Linked DNA regions of Bactrocera dorsalis: region 1 is linked to region 2. Evidence: chromatin contacts called from public Hi-C data. All regions are on one chromosome and are shown on one strand. Each heading gives the region's core, a stretch centred on a gene start, on an enhancer-like site or on the middle of the called end of the contact. The rest is flanking DNA. Distances are from core to core; before and after follow the strand shown.

What was found. Hi-C and Micro-C count contacts between places; a contact is called where the count stands out from the background.
Region 1: a contact with region 2 is called in a Hi-C map of whole body, with 8 times the contacts expected there. The contact joins the enhancer-like site here to the promoter of LOC105223423 in region 2. A contact is called at or near these places in 2 of 2 Hi-C or Micro-C datasets (both in whole body).

Annotation. Positions count from the first base shown.
Region 1 is chr5:6,944,262-6,949,544 of ASM2337382v1, forward strand. LOC105223423 (LIM and SH3 domain protein Lasp) reads left to right here. Exons shown (of 8, transcript XM_049457303.1): 4 at 2,966-3,098; 5 at 3,343-3,478; 6 at 4,865-5,283. Among protein-coding and RNA genes, the nearest start is that of LOC105223422, 12 kb to the right of the region's middle. Within about 2 kb of position 1,515, the one cell type or tissue checked has open chromatin away from gene starts, as enhancers often do.
Region 2 is chr5:6,892,413-6,897,753 of ASM2337382v1, forward strand. LOC105223423 (LIM and SH3 domain protein Lasp) reads left to right here and starts at 3,545. Exons shown (of 8, transcript XM_049457303.1): 1 at 3,545-3,757; 2 at 4,230-4,490. The coding sequence starts at 4,422. It overlaps LOC105223426 (protein disabled), which reads right to left and starts at 2,957. Exons shown (of 10, transcript XM_049457284.1): 1 at 1,794-2,957. The coding sequence starts at 1,830.

The DNA.
Region 1 (5,283 bases), core at 265-2,764, 50 kb after region 2:
GTAAAGTAATGGGCAACGCCATAAGGGTCATGCACCGATGGGCGATATCGGCCAACTTAGTGGTAAGTGGCGATAAGACAGATGTGGTAATCCGTACAAGGAGGTACAAAAACCCGTTATGAAAACCCCCGAGCTTCAACGTGGTTGAATTAACAATTAAGGAACATATCAAGTACCTGGGAGTAGTTTTGAAATGAAAAAATACCAGTGGTGCCCTATGTGCATGTAAGAAGATGCCAGGGTCTACAGACATTAAGAACCACTCTACCAGATGAGTTAGAAAGGTTTCTTAACCTACCACCAATCAACATTGCAGTAGAAAGTTGTGTAGCAAAGTTAGCTACAAAATTGGCGCCAATAGATGAATTCCCTACGAAGGTCTCTAACTTACAGCTCAATAAGCACCTGGATCTCAGGCAACCCTAAACTTTCGGAATGCATTATATTCTATGTGGAAGAATTTGTGGAGAGGAAAGTGGCTGAGTTAGCTAACAACACAGGAAACAACATAGAGTAGATCAAATACCCGTCATAAAAAGTAGAGAGGCAGTAGATGTAGTGCCTGCCGGAAAGCGTCTGCATATATACTGCATCCTAGACCACAAAGGAATTCCAGGAAACGACATAGCTGATAAAATTGCCGAAAGTGCCATCCGTCTGGTTTGCGAACCAATACAGGGAATGCGGAAATCACTAAAAACGATATACTATGTGATGAAATTTCCTAAAGGACTGCAGGATGAAAGTTGTTTTTTTCTGGATGAGATGACAGCTAATGAATCTCTTCAGGTTGCTCTTCATCCGAAGTGGGGCAGTTTGCTTTCTTACAATCCCATTGACCCAGAATTGTCTTTATCGCTGAACAAAATTTGGCTCAAAAACGTCAGATCGTCTTGGAACATTTCAGAGCTCTTAAAGTGAAGCGATTCGCTTGAGCAGGTCGAGGGCTTCAGTTCTTGCACAAGCTGAATCTGTCACGAATGCCAAATGCGACGAACTCGCCACACCAGAGATGCCATTTAATTCGGAAATGACCAAATGCAGTTTTATCATCATTCCAGTTAAAATGTGCTAGATAGAAGTCAATTGCACTCAATATATCATCTCATATCTTATCAGTCTCTGTTTTATGAATGAAGCAAACAGAGAGAAATGCAAAAGCTTTCAATTATTTTCCGAATGTGTCAACATCGTTAACACCTCATTGCCGCCACCAATTATCGCAATAATAGGTTAACCACCAACTTGTTGTTGTTGTCGTTTTTGTAACGGTTCATGTGGCGCTCGTATCGCGTTTACCGCAGAATGATCACTTTTTCATGCTTTCCTCTCTTCCTTTCCCAGTCGCTCTCACTGATTGACGGCTAAACGTCAGCAATGCAGTTATTTGTTGTTTTGTATTGTTTATTACAAAATTTTACGATCCATCGATTCGGTTGAGGGTGACACTCACAACAAGTTGCATTAATTGCTTCGCGCTCGTGTGTAAAAGCTCCGTTGATGATTAGTTGGTGGTTTTGTGTCCATGTGTGTTGGTTTGTATGGGTTTGTATGTGTGTAGAGTGCCATTTGTTTACTCAGTTTATTAATTATGTTGTTTTTCTATTATTTATTATCGCCGAGATAAGATTTCATTAATTCTTAATTGTCCGGTGGAACTTGTTATGCAAACACCTGTTAGCGGGGAATATACTTTTACATATAAGTATATACTTGTATATAAAGTTGTTTGATCAGACTAAGAAGAGCAAATTAATTATGAATTTATAATACTCCCTGGTATCAAGTTCCAAATGTTAAAAAGTATTTGATTCTACGTTTTTGTATTACTCGATCGTTCTTTCCATTCTTCTAAAAATCGGGTTACTGTGACAAACTTTACTATTGAAGTATCACAAAGGGGCAACCTCATTGGAAGCAGGTTCGAGCTAAATAGTTTTGTTGGTATATTAGTTTTTGATGTTTCATTTTAGGATTAAGATCTTTAAAGTAATCCCCATAAGGTGTAATGTACTTATGCCAACGATTTTGCCAGTCCTCGGAACACTTTTCATAAGCACTTTTTAGGATGGCCTTCAGCTCCTTCAGCGAATTTTGTTTTATCTCTTCAATCGACTAAAAATGAGTTCCACGGATCGGCAATTTCCATTTGACCATCCGGAACAAATTCATGATGCACCAAACCTCGAATATCGAAAAACCCAATGGGCAACACCTTGATTTTTGAGCAGCTTTGGCGCTGTCTCTTTGGTTTTGGCTTGTTTTTTCCCTCCATTCCGGTGACTATTGACTTCTTTGCACCTCAAACTCATCAAGCCATGTCTCATCGGCTGTTATAATGCTCTCCAAGAATGTCGGACGATCAAGCATGTCCAAAGAGACCTGTTGGCCCTACTCTTTTTGAAAAAATGTCAACTTCATCGGAACGAGTCGAGCAAGAACGCGTTTCATACCCAATACACAAAATCATTCAAACTAATTTGCGGGAGATGTCGAGTTCTCTTGCCGTCTCTCTAACATTTGTCATGATATGTTTGATTTTCAAGCAACATATCTTTCACTGTTTTAATATTTTCATAATTTGAAGAGGTCGAAAGTCGTCCAGAACGATGCATGTCTTCAACGAATGTCTTCCCGACCGTCTTTGAAGGCTTTGTACCACTCGTAGGCTTGTGATTTTGATAAAATTGAATCGCCATAAGCCTTTTCCAACATTCGCAACGATTCTGCACATGAAAATTTGAGCCTAATCCTTTGTCCGATAAATTTATCCATTGAAAAAATCGCAACGCACTGTTGAGGTGTACCGACTTAAGCAGCTGCTGTAAACCAACTGATTGACAGATCGCGCTCATATTTGGCATACTAACTAAAGATAGGCCTATCAACTTAGTAAAATACCTTTTTTTGAAATATGATTTACCCGGAGAATTCATTCACTAATTAAATTCTACTTTTACTGCAGGCACATTCCAAAGGCCAAAGCAACCGTCATTGCGGACACACCCGAACTGAAGCGAATAGCAGAAAACACAAAAATCCAATCGAATGTGAAGTATCACGAAGACTTTGAAAAATCTAAAGGCAAATTTACACAGGTGAGTGAAATTTATTTTTTGGTGGCATACGAGTATTGCATTATTAAGCATAATTCATTAAACAGTTGAAATAAATGCTAAAAAATTCTTGTTTGCCTAAATAATCAAAATCCAATGTGTTTCGAAACATTCGCACACAATTAAAGTCCAATTGATTGTTTGTATAACTTTCAAAATGTATTTTATTTATTTGCAAACAATATTTGAGCACACATATTTATGTATATTTATATATTGCCAACAGGTCGCCGACGATCCCGAAACATTACGAATCAAGCAGAATACAAAAATCATTTCGAACATTGCATATCATGGCGACTTGGAGAAGAAGGCAGCTATGGAGAAGCAGCGCGAGGCGGCTGAGATCGCCGACGTCCGAGGTATGTGATGCTTCCACTATTTGCCGTAAACAAGCAATGTGTTATATATTTATTTATAATTATGAAAAGTGTGCACCCGGCTTTGCGCCTCAAACTGATTCATTTTATGGTCTCACATTATGCTCGTTAGTGTACAAATTTAAGCTCATTAATTTTCATTAATTATTTCATACATAACTGCCGCATTGTGTTTAGACCATCGAACTAAAACTGTACAGTAGACTAGAGCTAATTGCATTTGATTTTTGATCAGCCAGTGAAGACACTCGAATTGTTGTTCAAATTACAACTCCGAAAATGGTTATGGCGCTATCCGGTATACAGAAATACATATCGTCACCTAAAATGCAAAAAAAAAATGAAAATTGCCACCGATTCTCTACATATACATATGTAGCATTCAGCTCACGCTGTCAGATATAACCTATATATAACCAATTTATAACCAATATGTAACCAATTTGTAACCTATATATAACCATTTTGTAACCGAATTATAACCTATATATGTATAACCAAAACTCATTTTTTTTTTTAATATGGGCGGTTTATATTATATCTCCTCCGCCTGTAAACTTATGAAAAGTGATTTTACGTTATTTTGCATTTTAGGTGATGATATGTATGTACATATGTACATAGAGAAATACATGCTTAGTTTGTAGCACAGTGTAATTTATGAGCATAAAAATAGTGGCTACGATGGCAATAATGAAAGAAGAAAAATTTTAAGGTATTTTTGTGGTTTAGTATACCCTACCTTCACAATTAATCTTACTGCGGCTAAATTAATTATTTTGTTTTATAAACTTTAAGGCCTAATTTGTATGTAAAAGCAGAAATAATTTTCGAAAATTAATTATTCGTTACACTTGAGGTATTTTCTGGTTCGCAGAGCCTGTAATATTGTTCTAACTGCATATAAAGCATCAAAACTCATATAATGCAACAACAATACATCCACATACATATTTATACGAGTGCTAGACACAAATTGCATTGTTATACAATTACGAAACACTTGTTCATTTTTTATTTGCTTTTTTGTTTCATTTTTACATCTGTGACATCGTGCATGTGTTGTCTGTTTACGTTTTCATTTTGTGCTGGCTAAAAAATGAAAAAAAAACACACACAAAATACACAAACAACTTAATGCGCCAAACGACATTGCGAACACTGTACATACATACACACACACACTCATGCAATCATCACTGGCTGTGCGACAATTATTAACCCTTCATTGACGGCACTTGAACACAACCACCCACCTTGTGCACCCTCATCAACACACTCATTGCAAATCGCATTTGAAAACCGCATCCAACAACAAACACAAAAACGAATTGAAAATGTGTAAAAAAATGCACGAATAAAATTCAGAGGAAACGGAGTATTTCTCTGAAACATTGGCTGCCGAACAGTTCTCACAATATGCTCCCACACCACCAACAGCAGCAGCTGCAGCGGCCGCCGCAACACTGCCACCGCCACCGATACAGCACCAGCCCCTCAACACGGCCGCCATAGTGTCCAGCACTCAGGCAGCTGCCAGCAGCGGCAGCACACACATTTACAATAGCCAACAACAACAACAGCAGCAGGCGCTGCAGCAGCAGCACACTCAAAGTCCCAATCACAGACAGCAAACACTGCAATCACAACAGCTACAGCAGCAGCAACAACAACAGCAAGCACAGCTGCACAAGCAGAACACACATGCACACTATCAGGCGCCGCCGCCAGCACAGCAACAACATCAAAATTATCAGGCACAACAGCAGGCATCACAACAACAACAC
Region 2 (5,341 bases), core at 2,295-4,794:
ATATCTCTGCATCGACTATTTGCAATGTATTTATTGTATGCTTGAAAATTGGACTTATTTATTATACGTATGTACGTTGCTTATTTTGCTTGTTGTAATTGCTTAATGTTGCTATTATTGTTAAAAGCAAAATTGTTTATTCTCACTATAACAATACAAGTACAAGTGTTTTGTTGTTACACATGAGTGCATATTCGGAAGCTGAAATAAATGTGTGTGTGTGTGTGTGTATTAACGCGTTACTACGAAAACACCCAATCAGGCGTCAACGATCACATCATCAGCCTTCATACCATCCCCAGCGAATTCAAGTAGCGCCACATTGCCGGCGTTCACCCGCTACCGCTGCAGTTTATCTTCAATCGTTGATTTGTTTTCACTTATATTCATTTATTCGTAGAATTTAATGTGGGCCAAGCCTCTGCAGGGTGAGTTGTGTGTTGAACTGGAGACTTCCTCTGCTTAAAGCATAATGCTTATTTTATTTTATTCGGTCAATAGCGCAAAATTCCACCGCAGCCACCGCGTACACTGTTTGCTTAGCTATGGCTTTGCACAACGTACATACATATGTATGTATCTATCTATGCACGTAGATTAATAGTATTGTAGGTTCTCCACACTGCGCTGACCGTGTGATTGTAGGTGCGCTTGTGCTATTATTTGCAGGCAGTAGCGTAGTGTATCTGGAAGTGACAGGCAGTCACAGAAGCACGCACACAATCACATTTAGGAATGTAAGCATGTGGGTGCACATACATACATATATGCACAAGTATAAACAAAACGCTTCCTTTAGTATCTCGCTGTAGTCTAGGTTGACATTGTCATGCACGTATTGTTTATATTTATTCAATGATTATAATGTCCAGGCGAAATGGCAATTGTCAATTTTGCTTTCCTTCATGCTTTTGTCTGCTAATAAAATATATGTACTATATATGTACATATCCATATGTACGTAAATAAACGTCAGCTCCTACGAGTTGAATTCGTAACAACTAGTCAGCTTTGTCGCATTCCTTCGTCAGAAGCGGGCATCATCACTATCTACATTTGTACATACATATGTATTTCCTTTCGTGCCTGTCGCGGTGTCTCCTTTGCGTTTATTGATTTTTCATTGCAAATTTTTTCAACAGCGATTCAATATTATTATTACGGACACAACTAGAAATTCACTTAAACATTTCTCAATTCAATATTTCGATAACGTAGATGATAATTCAAAGTGTATCACTAGCGTAACATCTTCACTTTTAAATTTTCTCTGCAAATGCTGCAACTGTTCCGCGATCAATATTTGCACATTTCAAAGTTGCTTCGTGAATAAACCATTAACTTTTCCCAATTAAACGTGTTATGGATTCGTTATTTATTTATATTTTTTCGACACACTGTTATATCAATTTGTTAAATTTGTATTAAACAAACAATTTTTAAATGTAAATAAAATCACTGTGCAGCTGCCTGTCAAACAATAAATGCATCTAATAAATACAAATGTATCTGCAGCAGAATATTCTGCTTGCTACTGTTTCGTGTGGCAAACTGTCAGATACATTCGTTCTTTTAATGTGTGTGTGCACTGCAGGTGCAGATACTTCAAGCAGAGTTGTATTTGACATGACGTTCTGTTTTAGCAACACCCAGCATAAAATGATATAAGAAAATATTCGCTCGAAAATTTTTGAAATAAATAAATAAGCAAAAAGGAAAAATTATAGATTAATTCAGCAAAAATATAAGATAAAGTTAAAATATTGCAGTAAAATTTACAAGTAGACACTTACATTTGCAGGGACTGGTCTTTTTGCGGAGCGTTTGCATATTGGGCTCTTTCCAGTTTCTCTTCGCCAATTTGCGAAGTTTCTTATATTGTGTTGCTATCTTTGGTTAATCTTCGAGGAATATTTCACCTTTGAATACTTTGTAGCATTTGCCAAGGTATTAGTAAACTAAATAATTTTATCTTTGGTGCTTGGAAGGAGATTTTCAAACAATAATAATATCACAGTAAAATTAGAAAGTATTCATATTCGCGTTTAATATCAACCATAAAATCTATTACATATTTTGTGATTATTAATCAATTTATTTAAATAAATTTTTATCAGTAGCTTTACTACTTTTTACCTAAACTTTTAGGATTCACCTATTAAGCTATTAGGTTCATTTTTGGTGTCAAACCATTGGACATTGCATACTAATTACAGGCGGCTTAATGAAACGTAGATAATGTCATGGAAACCAGTCAGCACCTTTTTCACTCACAATTCATCCGCTTTCATCATAATTTATTTGTTTTGTTTACTTTCCAAGGGATGTCGTGTTTTGTTTTTGGCTCTTTTTATTGCACACCGCTTTGTTTGTATTTTTATTCTCGTTTTTGTTGTTGTGTCGTATTCTTGGTGGATGTGTAGATGAGCAATGTGATAGCTGTTTAGCCGACAGCCTGACGGTATGACTGCATCACCGGCATTTCGAATACAGCAACTTTTATCGATTTTTCACTGTATCAACGCCTCGGTGTAGTATTTGGGCTAAGAAGGCTCGCTACACCGTATGTGAAGTGCGAAAGGGGGATTATTCTTTTTATTAATATTGCTTTGGGTAAATTGTTCTTAATGTAAAATGTAAGAAAACTAATAAGCAATTTTTTGTTCATGGTAATTGACGCACAACTTTTCGGATACACAAAATCATCTTTCACAGACTTGTTAAGCAAATTTTCGAAAGCAGCGACGTTCCTGGTAACACTTCCGTTTAATTAATGCAATAGTACCGTAAATTCGGACGCACTTTTTTGTTAACCCGTTTCAACGCATTGCACTTTCATTGTTGAATTTATTTGAGTAGGAATAGGAATTTTTCAGTGCAACGCCTTTCATTGTCGCCGAACCGATGACCGAATTACTACTTTCATTGGAAATTCAATGACGGAAAAGGATATGGGAAGGAAGGATAATAAGTGATTGACACTTTGCCGCACACATTGTGAATGATTGTTGCAATTCACGTTTTGGTGGAGAAGCGCAAATACAATTAGCACAATATTTTCAGTTTATCTTTCTATTCTCGTGATAATCTCATAAAATTGAATGGGAATATAATTATATGAGAGCAATAATATTGTTTTTGTGAAAGGTTCGAAAATAGTTTCTAATATTTTGATATTGTGAATATTGATATTCCCACCAGCTGTGTTTAATTATGGCTGTGTTTATTTGGAGAATATTAAATATCCACCGTTTTATCGTTGAAACACTAAACTGTATTTATTGTAGTAGTCTTGCCTTTTCTTAATAAAATATTCAAAATAACAGCAATAGGCAAAGCTACAAGACTTAAATATATTATTGCATTTAATATTTTTCATTTGGTAAGCCGAAATAAGCTTTGTGCAATAAATGAATTCATGATTGTACAATATTATTCCACAAGTGTTCAATATTAAGTATTCCGCATGCCATAAAAAGCAACTCTGTGTTGGCTCCAACGGCGGCAATTGGAGCGACTCCAGTTGGTTCGTATTTTTAATTTTGCTTTTACTCAGTCTTTCTCTTGCGCTGGTAGTGAACTTACTATTTTGTATTTATCGCGTAGCAGTTAAAAAGCGTTTATTAAATTTAAAAATATACCTTTCAGCAGGAACACGGGAATGTTAATATTATTAGTGAAATATAAATAACAAAGTGCAATTAGTGAAAACTACTTAATAGTGACAATCTAATTAGAAAATTTGCCATTGCGGAAGGTATAAATATTTTCCAATTGGTTATAACTTGGTTCTGGGCTCAGCCATTTGCCGTCGATCGTTTCGCGTTTTGTTATTTTAGTGGTTAGTGCACAGAGCAGAAACGAATTGGCAAAGCTGAAAAAGTGTGTAAACGAAAAGAGCACATCTAAAAAGTCGAATTCTTGTAAAGGTTCACCCAAGCAACACAGCCAGTGCACAAACAACATCGGCTGACACCAACTGGATTTTTCTGATTGAATTCCTACATTCGGTCTGTTGGGTGTTTTCAGTCACTTTTCAGTTCTTTAGTTTATTGAAAACAACCAATAGATATTAGAAATTTTACTACAATATAAATTTGGAACTAAATTTTCTGCAAAATACATATTTGATCGGTGAACCAATGCAAAAGTCTTAAAAATTGAAACGAGTTTAGTGTGTGTGATATAATTGAGTAAATACAAATAAGATTTTTGATTTCCTAAAGCAGTTCCAAGTTACACGAATTGCAGGGCTTACTGAGCCACATCCCGGTGAAACGTGAATTATAATAAAACAAAAAATAGCATCTGTAGGTGACACTATAGTGCGCACGCGCGATCCACTGCATCAACAGGCGAATAAACAACGAAGCAAGGGAATACTAGTAGCCGCAACCAAACACTAGAAGAACAGTCGCAAAATGAATAAAACTTGTGCTCGCTGTCAGAAAGTGGTGTATCCTATCGAAGAGTTGAAATGTTTGGATAAAGTGAGTTTAAGTTTGACCTTTCGCTTAATCATTTCATAATTATAAATAAATAACAGGTAGAAACTAGTTGTGCATACAAATGCCATATTCATAAACTCTTATTAGTTGTTTTTTGCCGCTCAGAGCTGGTTGCGTTTCCCAGTTGACATGTGTAAAAACGGGACAACAGGTGTGCCCAAAAAATTGGCAGTGCCTTTGTTGTTTGGAACTTTTTCAAGAGTTAAGAACATTTCCATTAATTATGCATTTATGAAAAGTTGTTGCATTTATCTTCTATGTGAAATGTAATTTCTCTTTACTCCGTGTGTCTCATTATTATTTTATTTTTTTTTGCAATTATTTTTAATGTGCTTGTTTAAAAATATTCCGATTGTGCTACGCGTAGTGAGAAAGACGAACAAAGACACAAACGACGAAACTAACAAGACAACCCCGACGTGATAAGACAACAATGACTTTAAGAGTAAAAATGTTGCTGAACGTTTTGTTTGATTTTCTATATGAATTTAATTTTACCTACAAAATTATGCGTAAAGCGCAGATTTTTCGTTTACTATGATTTTTTCCTTTACTTTGAATTGGGAAGGCACCGATCTGCATATCTCCTATATAATCATTATGCATTTGCTTTATGTAAATACAATTAATTTTTGTTTATTTGTATACTTATGTACATATGTATGTGCATAGTGAGTTGAGTGGGCATTTATTTTATTCTGATGACTGCAATTAATATTAACTTTACCTGGTGCAGGTGTACACACACCGAATTTTTTTGAAAGGATTCTTAGACCTAATTTCAATATAAAAACATACATACATACACATGAGCATACATAAATTTTTACATT